Linked DNA regions of Oryctolagus cuniculus: region 2 is linked to region 1. The links are chromatin contacts, called in public Micro-C maps. All regions are on one chromosome and are shown on one strand. The core of a region is the stretch at or near the end of the contact, and the rest is flanking DNA. Distances in the headings are between cores, read along the strand shown.

Region 1 (7,894 bases), core at 2,707-5,206:
GTGCTGGGACGGGGGTCACGGCTGGAGGTCACCCTGGGGGTAGCAGGTCATCCCCAGCAGGGGGAGGCTTCACCAAAGATCCAGAGTCCAGCAGGGTGACTCAGGGGCACCCCCGCCCAGGGAGAAGGGAGGGGAGGGGTCAAGAGACGAAAGCCAGGACCTGCTGAATCCTCCAGACAGAAGGGGCGGGAGCCGGGGCTGCACTGGGGCGCTTCCCCGCCTGTTGGTGCTTGGCCTCCTCTTCTGCTCCCACCCGCTTCTGTCCATTCTGCAGGCAGCAAGACTGAGGCCCAGAAAGGCCACTGGAGTCAGTGTCCTAGACCTTGGGCAGGTCACTCTGTCTGCTTTCAGCTTCCTCCCCGTGAGACGGAGACAGCGCTTGCTCTCGCAGGCTGTGGAGTAGGTGGGACACACATGGAACACGTGGCTGTGCCTAGGGCTGGAAACCCTGCTGCTCACGCACTGTCGCCTCTGAGTGGCCGGCCCGAGGCCACACAGCGCACGCATTCCGCCGGGGCTGACTCACCCAGGAGTGAGGGATCAGGAAAGTGGTGTGAAAACCCGTCCACCTTCCCTGCGGCAGGCCCGTTCACTGCTGGGAGGGACACCTGCTGTTTGTGCCTGCCCAGCAACCTCCCCTCCCTGCTGCAAACAGCACCTGTCTCGCCCGCCGTCAGCCTGCGAGGTTCCCATGGCTTTCACGCCAGCCCCAGCCCGAAGCCAGGCCACAGTCAACCCTGGTATTTGTGTAGGGGAGGGAGCTTTCTTTCTCAGGAGGGTGTCAGCCAGGCCAGGAGGCAGAGCCAACAGGTAAAGAGCAACAAATCCCCAACGCGATCCCTTGGGCACCTGGATAGGGCTGTGCCTGAAGCCGTGAGCTGTATATGCATTTCCCCACTAGTTCACTGAATCCATTTTCTGTCTTGCAACCAGGAGTGTCTACTGACTAATTCAAGGCTTGTCTGATACCAGGTTCTTGTATCTTAAACCACACCAGATTGACTCAACAGTATAGAGATTAAAGAGAAAAAGGCAAAACAAATAAAACAAATACTTTCTCTTTCTCGCTTCCTTTCATCTCATACGTGCTCACCTCTGCTAACAACGGCTGAATGAGTGTGCAAATGTGTCCAGAAACGGTCACACTACTGCTGACTCACGACCTGGCTCCCAGCAGCAGCGTCACCTTCCTGGTATCGGTATCACCATTGTCCACACAAAATCAGTGGCAAGTCCACAAAACCTATCAAACTTCAATTTTTTTTCAAGATGTATTAATTTGGGGGCCAGCACTGTGGTGCAGCTGGTTAAAGCCCCAGCCTGCAGTGCCAGTATTCCATATGGGCGTCAGTTAGAGTCCTGGCCGCTCCACTTCCCATACAGCTCACTGCTAGTGCACCTGGGAAAGCAGCAGAGGATGATCCAAGTCCTTGGGCCCCTGCACCCACATGGAGACCCAGAAGCAGCTCCTGGCTGCCGGCTTCGGATCCACTGAGTTCTGGCTGTTGCAGCCATTTTGGGAGTAAACCAGCAGATAGAAGACCTCTGTGTCTCTGTAACTCTCTTTCAAATAAATAAAAGAAATATGGAAGATCTTTCTTCTGCTGGTTTGCTCTCCAAATGGCCACAACAGCCGGGGCTGAGTCAGGCCAAAACCAGCAGCCTGGAACTGCTTCTGGGTCTCCCATGTGGGTGGCAGGGGCTCAAGCACTTGGGCCATCACCTGCTGCTTTCCCTGGCACGTCAGCAGGGAGCTGGGTCAGAAGTGGAGCAACCAGGACTTGAAGCGGTGCCCCTATGGGATGCCAGGGATGCCAGGGGCACAGGTCAGGGCTTAACCCACTGCACCACAAGGCAGGTGCTGATGCCTCCCCCTCCTTTTTTTTTTTTTTTTTTGACAGGCAGAGTTAGACAGTGAGAGAGAGACAGAGAGAAAGGTCTTCCTTCTGTTGGTTCACCCCACAAATGGCCGCTACAGCCAGCGTGCTGCGGCCAGCACGCTGATCTGATCCGAAGCCAGAAGCCAGGTGCTTCTCCTGGTCTCCCACGCGGGTGCAGGGCCCAAGCACTTGGGCCATCCTCCACTGCCTTCCCGGGCCACAGCAGAGAGCTGGACTGGAAGAAGAGCAACCGGGACTAGAACCTGGGGTGCCAGCGCCGCAGGCGGAGGATTAGCCAAGTGAGCCATGGCGCCAGCCTGCTGACGCCCCTTTGAGAAAAGCAGAGACAGTGAGGCTAAGAATACGCTTCTTTCACTCATCATCTGGGCCTCCAGAGGAATAATCACTCCACAAGCATTTAGTGTCCCTTTTCCGCGCTGGGCTCCGGGGTTGTGTGCAGATGACCAGATAAGAGCCATTCCACCACCTCTCAGATACTTCACATTCTTCCTGCTGCACGCGCTCCCCCGCCTGCCTGCCTTCCCCGGGAGGCCCGGCTTCCTCGTCCTGCCGACAGGCCGACAGACTGACAGACCGTGACTGGGCCTGCGGGTCTCCACCGGGCGTCAGCTGTGGTCGCCGGGCCGTCAGAAGCCCCGGTGCTGAGGGTGCCGAGTCGCTGAGTCATCTGCAGGAATGTCTCCCACCGAACTGGCAGCGGAGCAGCAAGACCTCCAGCTAAGCAGCTGGTGACCTGGCCGCCTCCAGCCCTGGGGCTGGCACCACCCCGAGGTGACGTGACTCACCTGCCCAGGCCAGATCTTGCTCATTTGGAACACCTGTGGGGAATACCAGTCTCCTGCGTTTAGTGAACACACACGATTCGGAGCTATTTTTACAGGTGTGACGCTGTCTTTCAAGTGCCGGCAACCCCCCTCCCTGGGCACCGCCAAGCTATGGCCGCCGGCTAAGGTAGCCATGCTTTAGAAGGCTCGCAGGTGTCTCTGTTCCCAAGAAATTTCTTCTCCTCGTGGGAAAGCATGTCGCACAAGATTTACCACTTAAACCACTCTCGACACCTGTCTCTCCAGATTCTGAGGCGTCCGTCATCCCAAACAGAAATCCTGCACCCGTCAGATACGAATTCCCCAGCCATCTCTGCTGGCCCAGGAGCCCTCCTCCACCCCAGCCCTGGTCTGTTCCAGGTCTCTGTCCTGCACCATCCTGTGAGCCTGCTCATCCCACCCCGGACGCGCAGGTGTCGGACCTGCACCTTCCCGAGGCTGAATGAAGTTCTTGGGGCACGTGCAGCGTTCCTGTGAGGGTGGCTGGGCGACCTCTGGCCCCTTCCGTCTGCAGCAGTGGCCATGGCTTCTCTGCAGGGCTCAAACCGCTCACCTGTACGCTGGGGCTGCCCTGCCAATTCTGACCGCCTCTGGGGGTGCCTGTGGATGAGATCCCATCCCGGGGAAGGAAGGTGTGGGAATCCACGAGTGCCCCACAAGAACCCCTCCCCTGACGCTGCTGACTTCGTTTTTCTCCCTCGAAGAGAAAACGACCCTTCCCTAGTACTTTCAGATGCCGTGAATTCCCGAGGACACGGCCAGTGGGCGCAGGGGCCGCCGCCACTCCGCTGAGGTTGCCTGGTGATGGCCAGGGTCAGGGTGATGGCTCAGGAGTCAGACCCGGGTTCACTTCGCAGCTGTCTCACATTCTGGGTAAGAGGGAGAGCGCTGCAGCCTCACCAGGTGATGGCGAGACCCCGCTGAGCGCACACCGGAGCGGCCCTGCCTCAGGCCTCGGCTCTGCGGCCCCCGCCCCCCCCCAGGGTTTTTTTTAAGCGCCAACCCCCCCCCCCCCGCAAAGGGCGCTTTCGCACGCGGATAGCCGCATCCGGCGGCGTGCAGGGCGCCCCAGGGCGCAGTCCGCACGCGTGGGCTCCTCGGGCCGCACCAGGGAGCCGGTGGGTTCCCGAGCGGGCAGTGCCCGGGTCACCGCCAGGGCCGCCGACCGTCGCCGTGGCAACGGAGGTGGGTGGGGAGGGTCGTCCCGTTAAGGGACCCCCGCAGCCGCCCAGACGGGCGCAGGGCTCCTCGGCTGCGTCCTGTCCCCTTCCGGCCGCCCCACCCGGCTCTCCCCGCGGGGGCTGGCAGATCGGGGCGGCTCCCGCCTACACGCCCCGGGCGAAATGCGTCTGCCCGCACCAGGGCCGCTCCTGCCCGAGCGCCCTGCGCCCTCGGGACGGCGCTGGCTGTGCGGGGTCCCTGGTGCCACCGCCCCCAGAGTCCGCCCCCGCTCCTGGCGCCGCCGCGGTGGTCTCTATCGCCCTCTGCTGGGCAGCGCAGAGGCCGGCTCCTAAACTGCTCCCGGGCCCTCCGGAAGACCTGGGAGGGCGGGACTGGGTTGCCGGCAGGGTCCTCTCCCCGCAGAGCAGACGGGGACACCGAGCCTCAGACAGGGCCAGGAGTCCCGCAGCCACCCCAGGACCGCGTCGGGGCCGGCGCGGAGCAGCGAGAGGTGCGCGGCGGGCCCGCACCTGCCAGGTCTCCTGCCGCCCCGCGCCCCGCGCCGCTTCCAGGTGCGCCCCAGAGCCGCCCTTGGGGAGGGGGCTGTGGCGTCACCTCATGTCCCGAGGGGCCGAGGCGGAGTGGGCCTCCCCCAGCACAGCAGCTTGGCCGGCAGACCTCAGGCTGGGGCTGAAGGAAGCACACGGTGGTGGTGGTGGTGGTGGTGGTGGTGGAGAGCAAGGCCTGGCTTGCTTGCTTGTGAAAATGGAGCTGTTGGCACGACTGCATGTTACTGCATCCGGGATTATTGTTCTGCAGGAGTTCTACATCTTTTGGCGCTGATTTCTAGTGGGTGAAGACCCGTAGAGATAACCGGCCAGACCAGAAGCTCTGGGCCGTGGCTGAGTGAGACGTGGCCTCCCCGTGGTGGTCTCGCCCTGTGGCTGGTCCACTGAGGACAGGACCTTGCTCTCCTTTGCCTGTGCTGTCGATCACTTGGGAGTCTGCAGAAGGGCGGGTCCCGTGCCTGGGCTGGAGCTGAGACTGCTCCCACCAGCTGCTGGACAAGGCAAGCCACAGTCTTAGGGACACCCTAGACGCCGCTGTGCCCTGGGTCCTGTTGCAGGCCTGGGACCCCCTCAGGGGAAGGCAAAGCAGATGGCTGCTGGGGGTTGGCAAAATCGGGGTTCCCTGATAACAGCTGGGAGATGTAAGAAAAACGGTGTCAGAGGCTGCCTTGGATCACAGGTACCAAGTTTCTAACTGGAACTTAAAAAGCTGCTCTGTGACTGGGGCCAGGGGCCAGGCTGCTGGAAACTGCTCTATGAAGACAGGGTGCCAGCTAGGTCTTTGCTGACTCAGCGAGCATCATCCCCGGGTCGCAGAGCGCCCGGTGGGTAGCTCAGTGGTGGGAACTGCAATTGTCATGAAAAGCTGGGGCGGGGGGCGGGGGGAGGACTGTAAATATGACACATGGCGTTTTTGCCGTGGGTTGGAAAATATATTTAAAACCAAACTACTTGTAGCCGCTTCTGCTGTCTAAATCGGAGTGACAGCAGCATTGACATCAGTGGAAAAATGAATTTCTAACCAGGTCTTTCCACTCACAGAAGGGCAGAAGGGGGGCTGACGTCCCGCCTGGGCCACAGAAGGGAGCGCAGACTCAAACGCCAGTGGCCTCTGGTGGCAGGAGCTGCCTTGCCCGGCTCAGTGGGGCCCTGGTTCTGCACTTGAACGTGTGGCCGCCACACCGGACTGAACGCCCGTGTTGTGCATCTGGGGAAGGTTGTGCGTGAGGAACGGCTGTGTTGTCAGCCACAGGTTCAAAGGAGCAGGCAGTGAGAGACGTTTGGGAAACAGGGTCAGAACACGGGCCCTGGAGGTGGGCGGCGGGAACCTGGGAAGAGGCTGGGGCCTGAGGAAGGGGGACAGGAAGTAGCTTCTGGCTACTGAGGCAGGGGTGGGGGCAGGGACTGCCCCTCCTGGAGGCCAGGGAGTTTGTGCAGGCGCTGAGGGAGCAGCAGAGGAGGCTGTGTTCCAGCACCTGGCGTGGGAGCCCAGCAGTCGGAGGCTGCCAGCCCCCTGCAGGGAGGGGCAGGGGGCACTCGGGACGGGCATAAGACCCTGCCATTGGCTAGGACGACACCACCACAACCCAGCCACTGCCTGGGGAGGTCAGTGCGGCCTTCGGGGATTTTGACATTTCCAGGGGGTAGGCAAGACCCCAGCAGAGACCCCAGGGTGAGGTGCTGAGCCGTTGTGCAGGGCTGCCCCAAGGCCACTGCTTCATGGCTTCACTTGAGGTTTGCATGGGGCGCAGCGGGGTAAGCCACCGCCTGCCATGCCAGCACGCCACCTGTCCGCTCAGCATCATGTTTAAGTTGGTGGTGACCCTGCGGCCTCTGCACACTGGGACACTGCCGAGGCAGAGGTGCAGAGAGAGCCCCACAGGCAGGGGCGCGGGCCAGCGGTGCGCCGGCAGCAGCAGCAGCTGTGGCTGCGCACTACGGCGAGCTGGGAGTGCGGCAGCACACTCTGACGGAGTCCTCACAGCGGTGATGGAATCCTGCCAGCCCCACCAGGCAGAGAGGAAAACGCGGTCAGACAAAGGACTTTGCCCAAGGTTGCTTGGCTGTGCCTGGACGACCGTGCACAGCGCAGCCTGCGATGCTTTGCGCTGTGTTGTTTGAGCACTCACTCTGAGCATGGTTCTGGCTGCAGAGTGGAGAACGTGCCTCCCTTGTGCTTCACAGAATCGTGGTGGGCTGGGATACAGCAGCCGGGCTTACGCTCCAGGGCTGGACAGTTCCGTCTGGGTCCTCGTGAAGGGCTCACTCTGTGTGGCAAAAAGGACAGAACTCAGAGGAGGACCTCAGGGAGCACCCTGAGCCCACGCCCTCATGCAAGTGACAGCGTAGGGACAGAGGGAAAGCGCCGTCAGCGACAGTCCCAGGGGTCTGGAGATGCACCCTGGGCTCTTGTCTGAGGCCCCAGGGTGCCCAGGGAAGGAGAGAGAGTTCCAGACAGGGGCTAAGCAGCAAGGGAGAAGGCCAGGAGTGGGAGAGGGCGTGCGAGGGGAAGGAGAAGCGATACTTCATGGTCCCCTGAGAGATTGGGGGCAGTGGCGAGCAGGCACCCTGGGGTGGGGAGACGCTAAGAACACATCTCACAGGGCTGAGGGTGGTGGTCAGAGGCCTACACACGTGCTTACTGTACACACTATATGCTAATCGTATGACAGGACCGTTCCCTACATGCAGCTACATGAGAATGCACTGTGTGTATGTGTATTTATATGCACATACCAGGTACTTCAAAACATCTAGAAAAATGGAACGAAAGTGAATTTATTTTGGTACGAAAAATCTTTTTCATAATCTGAAAAATACGTGTTCCTGAAAAATTCAAAGATTTAAAAAAGTTTGGCAGCACTGGGGTAGGCACTTGGTCCAGCAGTTAAGATTCCACCTCTTACTTCAGAGTCCATGGTTCAAGTGCCAGCTCTGATTCCTGTCTCCAGCTCCTGCTAATGGGGACCCTGGGAAGCAGCCGTGGTGGCTCAAGTGGTTGGGTTCCAGGCTCCTTGTTTTGGGCTGGCACAGCCCTGGCAGTTGTGAGCATTGGGAGAATGAACCAGCAGATGGGGGCTTTCTCTCTGTGTCTATCACTTCTTCTCGGTCCCTCTGCCTCTCAAACAAACAAACATTTTTAAAGATGTGCCAGTGGGGCCAGTGTGGTGGTATAGTGGGTATAGCTGTCATTTGCAAAGCCAGCATCCCATAGCAGTGTGCTGATCTGAGACCTGGCTGCTCCACTTCTGGTACAGCTCCCTGCTAATGTGCCTGGGAAAGCTGCACACGATAGACCAAGTTCTTCGGCTTCTGCCACCCACGTGGGAGGCGTGGAAGGAGCTCCAGGCTCCTGGCTTTGGCTTGGCCCAGCCCTGGTCATAGTGGCCATTTGAAAAGTGAACCAGTAGATGGAAGATTAATCTCTTTCTCTGTCTCT
Region 2 (7,894 bases), core at 2,597-5,096, 34 kb before region 1:
GAATTCCACTGCTAATATTTATCCGAGAGAAATGAAAACATGCATTCACAAAAAAGATCTGTACTCGGAAGTAATCAGCAGATGCATTCCTAACAACCCAGCTGGACAGCACGCCGTCTGCTGTAACAATGGACTAGATAGTGTTGTGTATGTGTGTGTGTGTGTACACTCAGCCATTTACAAAGAACAAACGCCTTCCACATGCAAAGGGCAGGACCTCAAAAGCAAACGAAGTGACAGAAATTTTACTCAGAAGACAGGAAAACCCAGTAGCGGGCAATACTCCAAGGTGAGCAATCAGAAAGTGTGGACAAGGGCTTGATTGCGAGGAGCGTGATGGAACTTTCTGGGGTAATAAAATGGTGGGAATTCCTAGTTTTCTGAGGGAGGCTGTGCAGGACTGGTTCTGGTTGTGCCTTAAATGGGGAAGCCACCTGCACCTGAAGCTTTGTTTAGGAGAAGGAGTTTGTTGTTTTGTTGTGCTGCCGATGTATGTTTGTAGATGGATATGAAACTATTCACATATTTATTTCTGTACCTTGTTTTGGATTAGGGGCTACACTCAGAAACCAAACATTTCAGGTCTGGGTGTTTCTCTCTGTAGAACAAGGAGGCACAGCTATCATTTCTAAGAAGCAAAGAAGAGGATGCCTCTACGTGTGGAACAAAGGGCACGCAGTCGCACAGCCTTCACACAGCCACCGACCCGGCAGGCCCAGTGGGCTCCATGCACGCTTTCCTCGCCGATTTGAGGGGCTTCAATGCTGGGGGGCAAGCCCAAACTCCAACTCCATTCCTGCTGTGGGGTGGCTCAGGACCTACTGCTGTGTTGTGAAGCCAGTCAGGACCAGAGAACCGTCCTTCCAACCTGAAGGTCGGGACGCACGCACCAAGGGGAAGCACTGGTTTGAGAAATGTTTGCCTGGAGAGCTCTGGACCGCCTTCTCCCCCGCAGTCCGACTTGGCTGTAAAGCTAGCAGAGATTCCTCGGGAGCATAGGAGAGAGGGGGCAGTGGTGGGGCCACGCCTCAGCCACCTGGCGCTCCACTGTTCTTAGTGCGTGTGTTGTCACACTGTAAACTGTACTCCTCACTGTGAGCTGTGATTACAATGTTTGCGATTCCATAAAAGGGAAACAGAGATCCCTGAGCAAGCAGTGGCACTTCCGGCCGCACCTCCCGTAGCGCACCCTTCCCCACACACAGCATCGGCCTCGCAAGAGCCCCTCCAGGAAAAGTAAAACCCACCCTTCTTTGAGCCAAACGACTTTATCTCCAAGCTGAGAAGACAACCCAGAGCAGATGGCTACAACAGGGCGGCAATGCCCACCCAGCGCAGCGCGCAGGGTTGCACTGCACACCTCCAGGGGGCGCTCTCACAGAGGCTGCAAAGCCAAGGGCGCCCCCAGGAGCTGAGCCGTGCAGGACCCATACAACTCCACCAGGCACCCACAGAAAGGGTTCAGGAGAGCCAGGTTTGGAGTCCAGCGATCGTGGGGTTTTGCCCCATATCTCGTCCCACACTACTGCAGCCGGGGCAGATTACGTAACTCCCTAAGCAGCGATTTCCCGGGGAGGGTGCGTAATGCCCCCTCCAGGACCCAGATCGGGTAAATGGAGCTCATGCTAGCGCCTTCCGTCAAGAGCGGCGGAGCAGTAAGCGAACAGCCACACGCGGAGTTCTCAGCTCCCCTCTGACAGCCAGTCCAAAGTCAGCACCCAACAGCTGACCACAGAAGCGGCCAGCGGGACGCGGCCCCACGGCGCAGGGACTCTTCTGGGTTGATTCTGAAAGCAGCCGTGAGCTGTGCGCAGAGCAGGCTCTCCTAACATGGACACGGTAGAATCTGGGCAGGATGGGGCAGTCCTGCAGCTGGCGAGCACACTTGGAAGCCAGGAGGAGTGCGCATGTGCGTCCTGGTGCTCGCACCTGTAGCCCAGGTGAGGGTAAAACGTGGCGCAACCGCGACCAGCCGGCGGCGGGCGCGGGGCGCGGCTTTTCCCGGTGGACCGCGGCTCCCACGCAGCACGGAGTGGCCACGCTAGAGCGCGCACCCGGGGCTCCAGCCTGCCCCGCTCCCTCAGCCGCATTTGGCCGGGGGTGGGGGAGGGAGGAAGAGGAGGAGGGAGCAGGCGTTTCTCACACGCGCTGGCCAGCTGGACGCCAGGGCCAGGGCAGCGCGAGCCCCCAGGGGCCGCCCGGAGGAAGCGCAGGACGCCTCCAGCGGAGCCAGCGCACGCATCCGGCTCTTCAGGTTGTCCAGGGCCGCGCCGCCGGCGACCCCGGGGCGCCGCTCTGCGACTGCCGAGGGTGGCAGTGGCGCAGTCGCCTGTCCACGTGCGGCGCGGGGCGGCGCAGAGGCCGCTCGGACGCCCCCGCCGGCGCCGGGCAGCCACGAATTTCCGCCGGCCGCCCCCGGCTCTGCGCGCCCCGCACTGCAGCTGCGGGTCTTTCCGCCCCGCGCTCCAGGGGCCGCTCGGCTCCCCCACGCCCACGCCGCTTCCTCCTCCCAGGCAACTTGGCCGGCATTAAAAATATGAAACAAAAACACAGAAATAACTTCTTGACTTTCTCTTTCCTCTCCCCGGGTGGTCCCGAGGTAACTTCCTCCTCGCGCGCCCGCCTGGCCCCTTCCCGCAGGTGCCCGTACAGTCAAGGGCAGGGTTTGGGTGTAAGCTCCGCACGCGTCTCCGGGCACCCGCACGACCGTGGCCCAGGGCAGCGGACTCCACGCAGCCGCGTTCCCCAAGTGGCCGCTGGGACCTCCCGGCGAGGGCCGGGGGGCTGCGCGAGGCTCCTGGCGCCCGGACGCCGCGTCCCGGCCCGGTCCCCGACCCAGCGCAGGGCGCGGTCGTCGCTGAGCCACGTGAAGCGCCAGGGCCGCCGCCGCCGCGGTTGTATAACGCCACAGCCGGCAGGGAGGCGACCGGGGCGCGCGGAGGGAGGGCAGGCGGGCACCGCGCCGGGGGCCCTTCCGCGCTCGGCCAGCAGGGCGCGGGCCCCCGGAGGCAGGGGGTGCGCGCCCGCGGGCCGTGGCCCCGAGCGGGGCTCCCGGGCAGCCAGGGGCGCGCGGCTCACACCCTCGCGGGTCAGGTGCGCGCGGCGTGCTCGGCGGCGGCCTCGGCTGCCCCCGCGCCTGGCCGCTCGCCAGCTTCCCATGGGGTGACATCCGCCCCGCCCTCGGTTCCTCCCCAAGGCGGGCAATTCCTGGACGCAGCGCCGAGCGGTGGGGGCAGGGACGCGGGACGGAAAGAAACCCCGGGCCGGGGGCCGGGCGACTCCCCGCCGCTGCGCGCCGGCTGCTCGCCGCGGGCCAGGCGGGGGAGGAGGAAGACGGCCGGGCTGCTGCGAGCGAGGGGATATTCCTCTCCCGGCTTGAGTCAGACGCGGGCGGATCCGCCCTCCCCCGTCCCCTCCCAGGAGACGGGAACTTACTTCATTTCCCTGGGGCAGGTTCGCCCACGTTGCCAACCCCTCCCCCCGCTCCTAGCCTGCGCGCCCCCCACCCGGCCGGGCACGACCCGGCCGCGCCGCCGCCCCCTCTTCGCGGAAGGCCGGCCGCAGCCGCGGACACCTGGGGGCCAGGGCCGGGCCGGGGGGAGGGGGCTCCCTCGCGGCCGCCGAGCGCTGTCCGACACGTGAGACTCATGTGACGACGGCGGGGGAGGGCGGGCAGGGCGCTCCTTCCCTCCCCGGCAGCGGCCAGACGTGCCTGGAGTCACAGGGTAGAACACGTAGCTCCAACCCACCCACTCGCTCCCATTTAACCCAGCCCGCGGCCTCTCCATTACTCCGCGCTCGCCCCCCCGCCGCCTGCCGCCTCCCCGCCCGCCCCGCGTCTCATTCACTCGGCTCGCGCGGCGCAGACCGCACCGGGAGCGCGCGGAGCCGGAGCCGGCGGCGGAGACCCCGGCCATGCACGCCCCCAACTGAAGCAGCACCTCCGAGCCGCGGCCCCCAGCAGCGCAGCGCAGTCTCGGAGGAGCCCCGCGGAGAGACCCCCTCGCCCCTCGCCCCTCGCCCCTCCCGGGACGGTCCTCACCCGGACAGCAGCGCGCAGTGGCCCCGGCTCGCCGCGCCATGGAGCGGATCCCCAGCGCGCAGCCGCCCCCTGCCTGCCTGCCGAAGGCGCCGGGGCTGGAGCACGGAGACCTCGCGGGGTAAGCAGGCGCTCCCCTCCCCGGGCCGCGGCGCGTCCCGCACCGCGTTCAGCGTGGAACGGCAGCCCGCGCTCAGGCCGAGTCACGACCCCCGCCCCGCACCCCGGTCCCTCTCCCTGCAGGATGGATTTCGCCCACATGTACCAAGTGTACAAGTCCAGGCGGGGAATCAAGCGCGGAGAGGACAGCAAGGTGAGCGCCTCCGCGGGGACCCCGCGTCCCGGCTCCCCAGGGAAAGTTTTCTGGCTGTGGGGCTGGCGAGGGGTGGGCGCGGGGCGGCCGCAGAGCGGCGTGGGAAGCTCGGGGTAGAAGGCGGTCCCGGGCGAGGCGCTGCTGGCCCGCCGACTCGTCCCCGAGCGGCGAGCAGGGGGGGCTGCGCACCCCGGCCCCCCGCACTCACCGCCCCCCGTGCGCCTCGCAGGAGACCTACAAACTGCCGCACCGGCTCATCGAGAAAAAGAGACGTGACCGGATTAACGAGTGCATCGCGCAGCTCAAGGACCTGCTGCCCGAACATCTCAAACTTACAGTAAGCGAGAAGCTGGCGCCTCTCCAGCCGCGCTCCGCTGCCCCGGCGCGGGCGGGGGTCACTCGCCGCCTGCAGGCCCCGCGAGGAACTGCGGCCCGCAGGCCCACTCCGAGCTGGCCGGGGGACTCCGAGCGGGCGGAGGGGGGGCGCCTTGCTCTGTCCCTGGGATTTTCTGGCAGCTCCTCGCAGAGGAAGGGAGACCCTCCCGGAGCTCTCCACCCACGTGGGCCCCCAACACCAGCCGGCCTTACTTTTTATAAAGTTGAAGACGGCCTGCTGCGTACTTGCAAGGTTCTCCATATTTCCTGCCTAAAAGGAGCAACGGGACAACATGCAAAAAAAATTGTTTTTCTTTAAACTTTCTTTCCTTTCTTTGCCTTTTTTTAAAAATAAAGGGACTTGTGTGATTTCTCCATCCTGTCCCGGCTGGACCGTAGCCAACAGCCTTCTGGCCCGACAGCCTTCGGTTGGGAAAAGGAGGGAGGGAAAAGCTTGGATGGTTCTAGGGTGTCAGGAAAAAGCCTCCGAAAGTGTCCTGGCTGCCAGGTGCAGGAGTCCCTGCCCGGGCGACACCGCTGCAGGGAAATGCTATCCGCCGGTCCCCCCGCGCTAAGGTCAGCTGCGGCTGCTGGGGGAATGTGTCCCGGGTAGCTGCCACTTCCAGAATGCCTCTGCTGTGGGATCTTTGCTCCGATGGTGGGGCTGTGAGTGGACTGATAGATGTCTTTGTGAAGCCTCGATCTACGGCCATAAAACTAAATTTAGCCAACGAGGAAAGGTTTTTTTTTTCTTTCACTTCCTTCAGAGACATTTCCCACTGCTCGTAAATGTCCCAGAGTGGGGACTTCGCGCCCTCACCGCCGACCCCTCTCTTAATTTCAGACTTTGGGCCACTTGGAGAAGGCGGTGGTGCTGGAGCTGACCCTGAAGCACGTGAAGGCACTGACCAGCCTGATCGACCAGCAGCAGCAGCAGATCATGGCCCTGCAGAGCGGGCTACAGGCCGGTGAGTGCCCCCGGGGCTCAGCCTGGGGTGCAGGACCCACGCCCGCGGCAAACTGCGTGTGCCCCTTCCCTGTCCTCAAAGGTCAGGCTTCTCGCTGGGTGCTGCCCGGCGTGCATGTGGATCAGTCGAGTGATAAGATGTTTCTGTGACATTTTGGCTTCAGAGCCAGTTCCGGGAGATTTCCCCCAGTGCCTTTGCAAATGCCAGGACACCTAGAATTTGCATGGCGGGTGTTTCGCCGTCGTCTCCCTCACTGGGGAGTAGATCACGGGGATGCCCTCCGTGTTTGCCTGTTTGCTGGCTTCCCCCTCCTGGCGTGATCCTGGCCAGGCCACAGCAGAAGTTTTTCTTGTGCTTCATGTGGTTCCTTGAATAGCCACCAGGTATCGTGGGATATTGCACAATCTAACGAAACCGCTGCAGTTTCATCATTCGTTTGTACTGACTTCCAGAGAATCCGTCACCTTCCAACCTTCCAGTCTGACTGCTTCCAAACCCTGTGGCCTGGGGACGCCGCCTGGGCCCACTCCCTCATGGCGCACTTCTGTGCCTTGCTTTCCGAGGCTGGGATCATAAGAATCCCCCAGACCCAGTAGGGGCTATAATCTCTTCAAATGCAAAAGTGACGCACCTGCTTCCTGGGGGAGCATGAATAAAATACATGGGGAGACTCAGAGCCAAGTCTGAGTTTACGTGCGTGCTGCTTGCGTTGGGTGTCAGCTTCCTGTAGGAGACGGTGCGCCTTCGTTCTTTGCTTCCTGTCGTAACTCTGGTCTGCATTTTGCTACGATGATATTGGCGTTCTGTAAACTGGCCCTTAGGTTTGTAAACTAACGTTGACTGCCGTGTCACAGTGCAAACTTGGGCACAACCTGCCAACTCAGCCGGAGAAGGTGTAGTCTGGCCCTGTTAATCACGGCCCATTTCTGTGATGGGGAGTTCTGTGGACATTAAAAATCACGTTGTGTCTCTGGGTGGCAGCATTGTGGGTCATTTTTACTCTGTTCTTTTTTTTAAGATTTTTTTTTTTTATTATTTACTTGAGAGGTAGAGTTACAGAGAGAGAGAGAGAAAAAGATCTTCCATCCACTGGTTCACTCCCCAAATGACCCCAATGGCCAGAGCCTATCCGAAATGGATCAGGAGCTAGGAGCTTCTTCCGGGACTCCCATGTGGGTGCAGGGGCCCAAGCATTTGGGCCATCTTGCACTGCTTTCCCAGGCCACAGCAGAGAGCTGGATCGGAAGAGCAGCAGCCAGGATGGGCTGCTGGCGCCTCAGGCGGGGGCTTAGCCTGCTGCACCGCAGCTCTGGCCCCTGTATTCTTTTTTTAGTGTAATTTTCCTTTGAGCACGTTACTCTGGGAGGTGGGAACCCACGTGAGCAGGTGCTGCGTTAAACCCTGAGGAAAGCCCCCGGTGGTTGGCGCGTGGGTGCCCCGGGACACCCCGGGGCCTTCTGAAACGTCTCCCTCTGGGTGTTTTCCCCCAGGTGAGCTGTCGGGGCGGACTGTCGAAGCCGGCCAGGAGATGTTCTGCTCGGGTTTCCAGACGTGTGCCCGGGAGGTGCTGCAGTACCTGGCCAAACACGAGCACAGCCGGGACCTGAGGTCCTCGCAGCTCGTGGCGCACCTGCACCGCGTGGTCTCCGAGCTGCTGCAGGGCGGGACCGCTAGGAAGCCGGCAGACCCGGCTCCCAAAGCCGTGGACTTCAAGGAGAAGCCAGGGTCCCTGGCCAGAGGCTCGGAAGGCCCCGGCAAGAACTGCGTACCCGTCATCCAGCGGACTTTCGCGCCATCGAGTGGCGAGCAGAGTGGCAGCGACACTGACACGGACAGCGGCTACGGGGGAGAGTCGGAGAAGGGCGACCTGCGCGGGGAGCAGCCGCACTTGAGGAGTGGTCACCACGGACGCAGGCTCGCCGCGGCGGAGCGGGTCGGCACCATTAAGCAGGAGTCAGAGGAGCCCCCCGCCAAGAAGAGCCGCCTGCTGCCGTCATCGGACGATGAGGGCCCCTTCGTGGGCGGGGACCTCCTGGGCTCCCCGTTCCTGGGCCCCCACCCGCACCAGCCGCCCTTCTGCCTGCCCTTCTACCTGATCCCCCCGTCGGCAACCGCCTACCTGCCCATGCTAGAGAAGTGCTGGTACCCCACCTCCGTGCCCGTGTTGTACCCCGGCCTCAACGCCTCTGCCGCCGCCCT

Evidence for each region. A called contact is a pair of places that touch in the nucleus more often than the background predicts.
Region 2: a Micro-C map of ear pinna shows a contact between it and region 1, with 6 times the contacts expected there. The contact joins the promoter of BHLHE40 here to the enhancer-like site in region 1. A contact is called at or near these places in 5 of 6 Hi-C or Micro-C datasets (ear pinna, liver, psoas muscle and 2 more).

What each region holds. Positions count from the first base shown.
Region 1 is chr10:120,776,738-120,784,631 of mOryCun1.1, reverse strand. No RefSeq gene overlaps it. Among named protein-coding and RNA genes, the nearest start is that of BHLHE40, 34 kb to the left of the region's middle. Within about 2 kb of position 3,956, at least 3 of the 8 cell types and tissues checked have an H3K27ac peak or open chromatin away from gene starts, as enhancers often do. A contact at or near this core is called in ear pinna, where this site is marked.
Region 2 is chr10:120,810,341-120,818,234 of mOryCun1.1, reverse strand. It overlaps BHLHE40 (basic helix-loop-helix family member e40), which reads left to right and starts at 3,846. Exons shown (of 5, transcript XM_051831914.2): 1 at 3,846-4,160; 2 at 4,283-4,352; 3 at 4,582-4,689; 4 at 5,572-5,695; 5 at 7,186-7,894. The coding sequence starts at 4,081. LOC138843991 (a long non-coding RNA gene) reads right to left here and starts at 4,686. Exons shown (of 2, transcript XR_011379285.1): 1 at 4,561-4,686.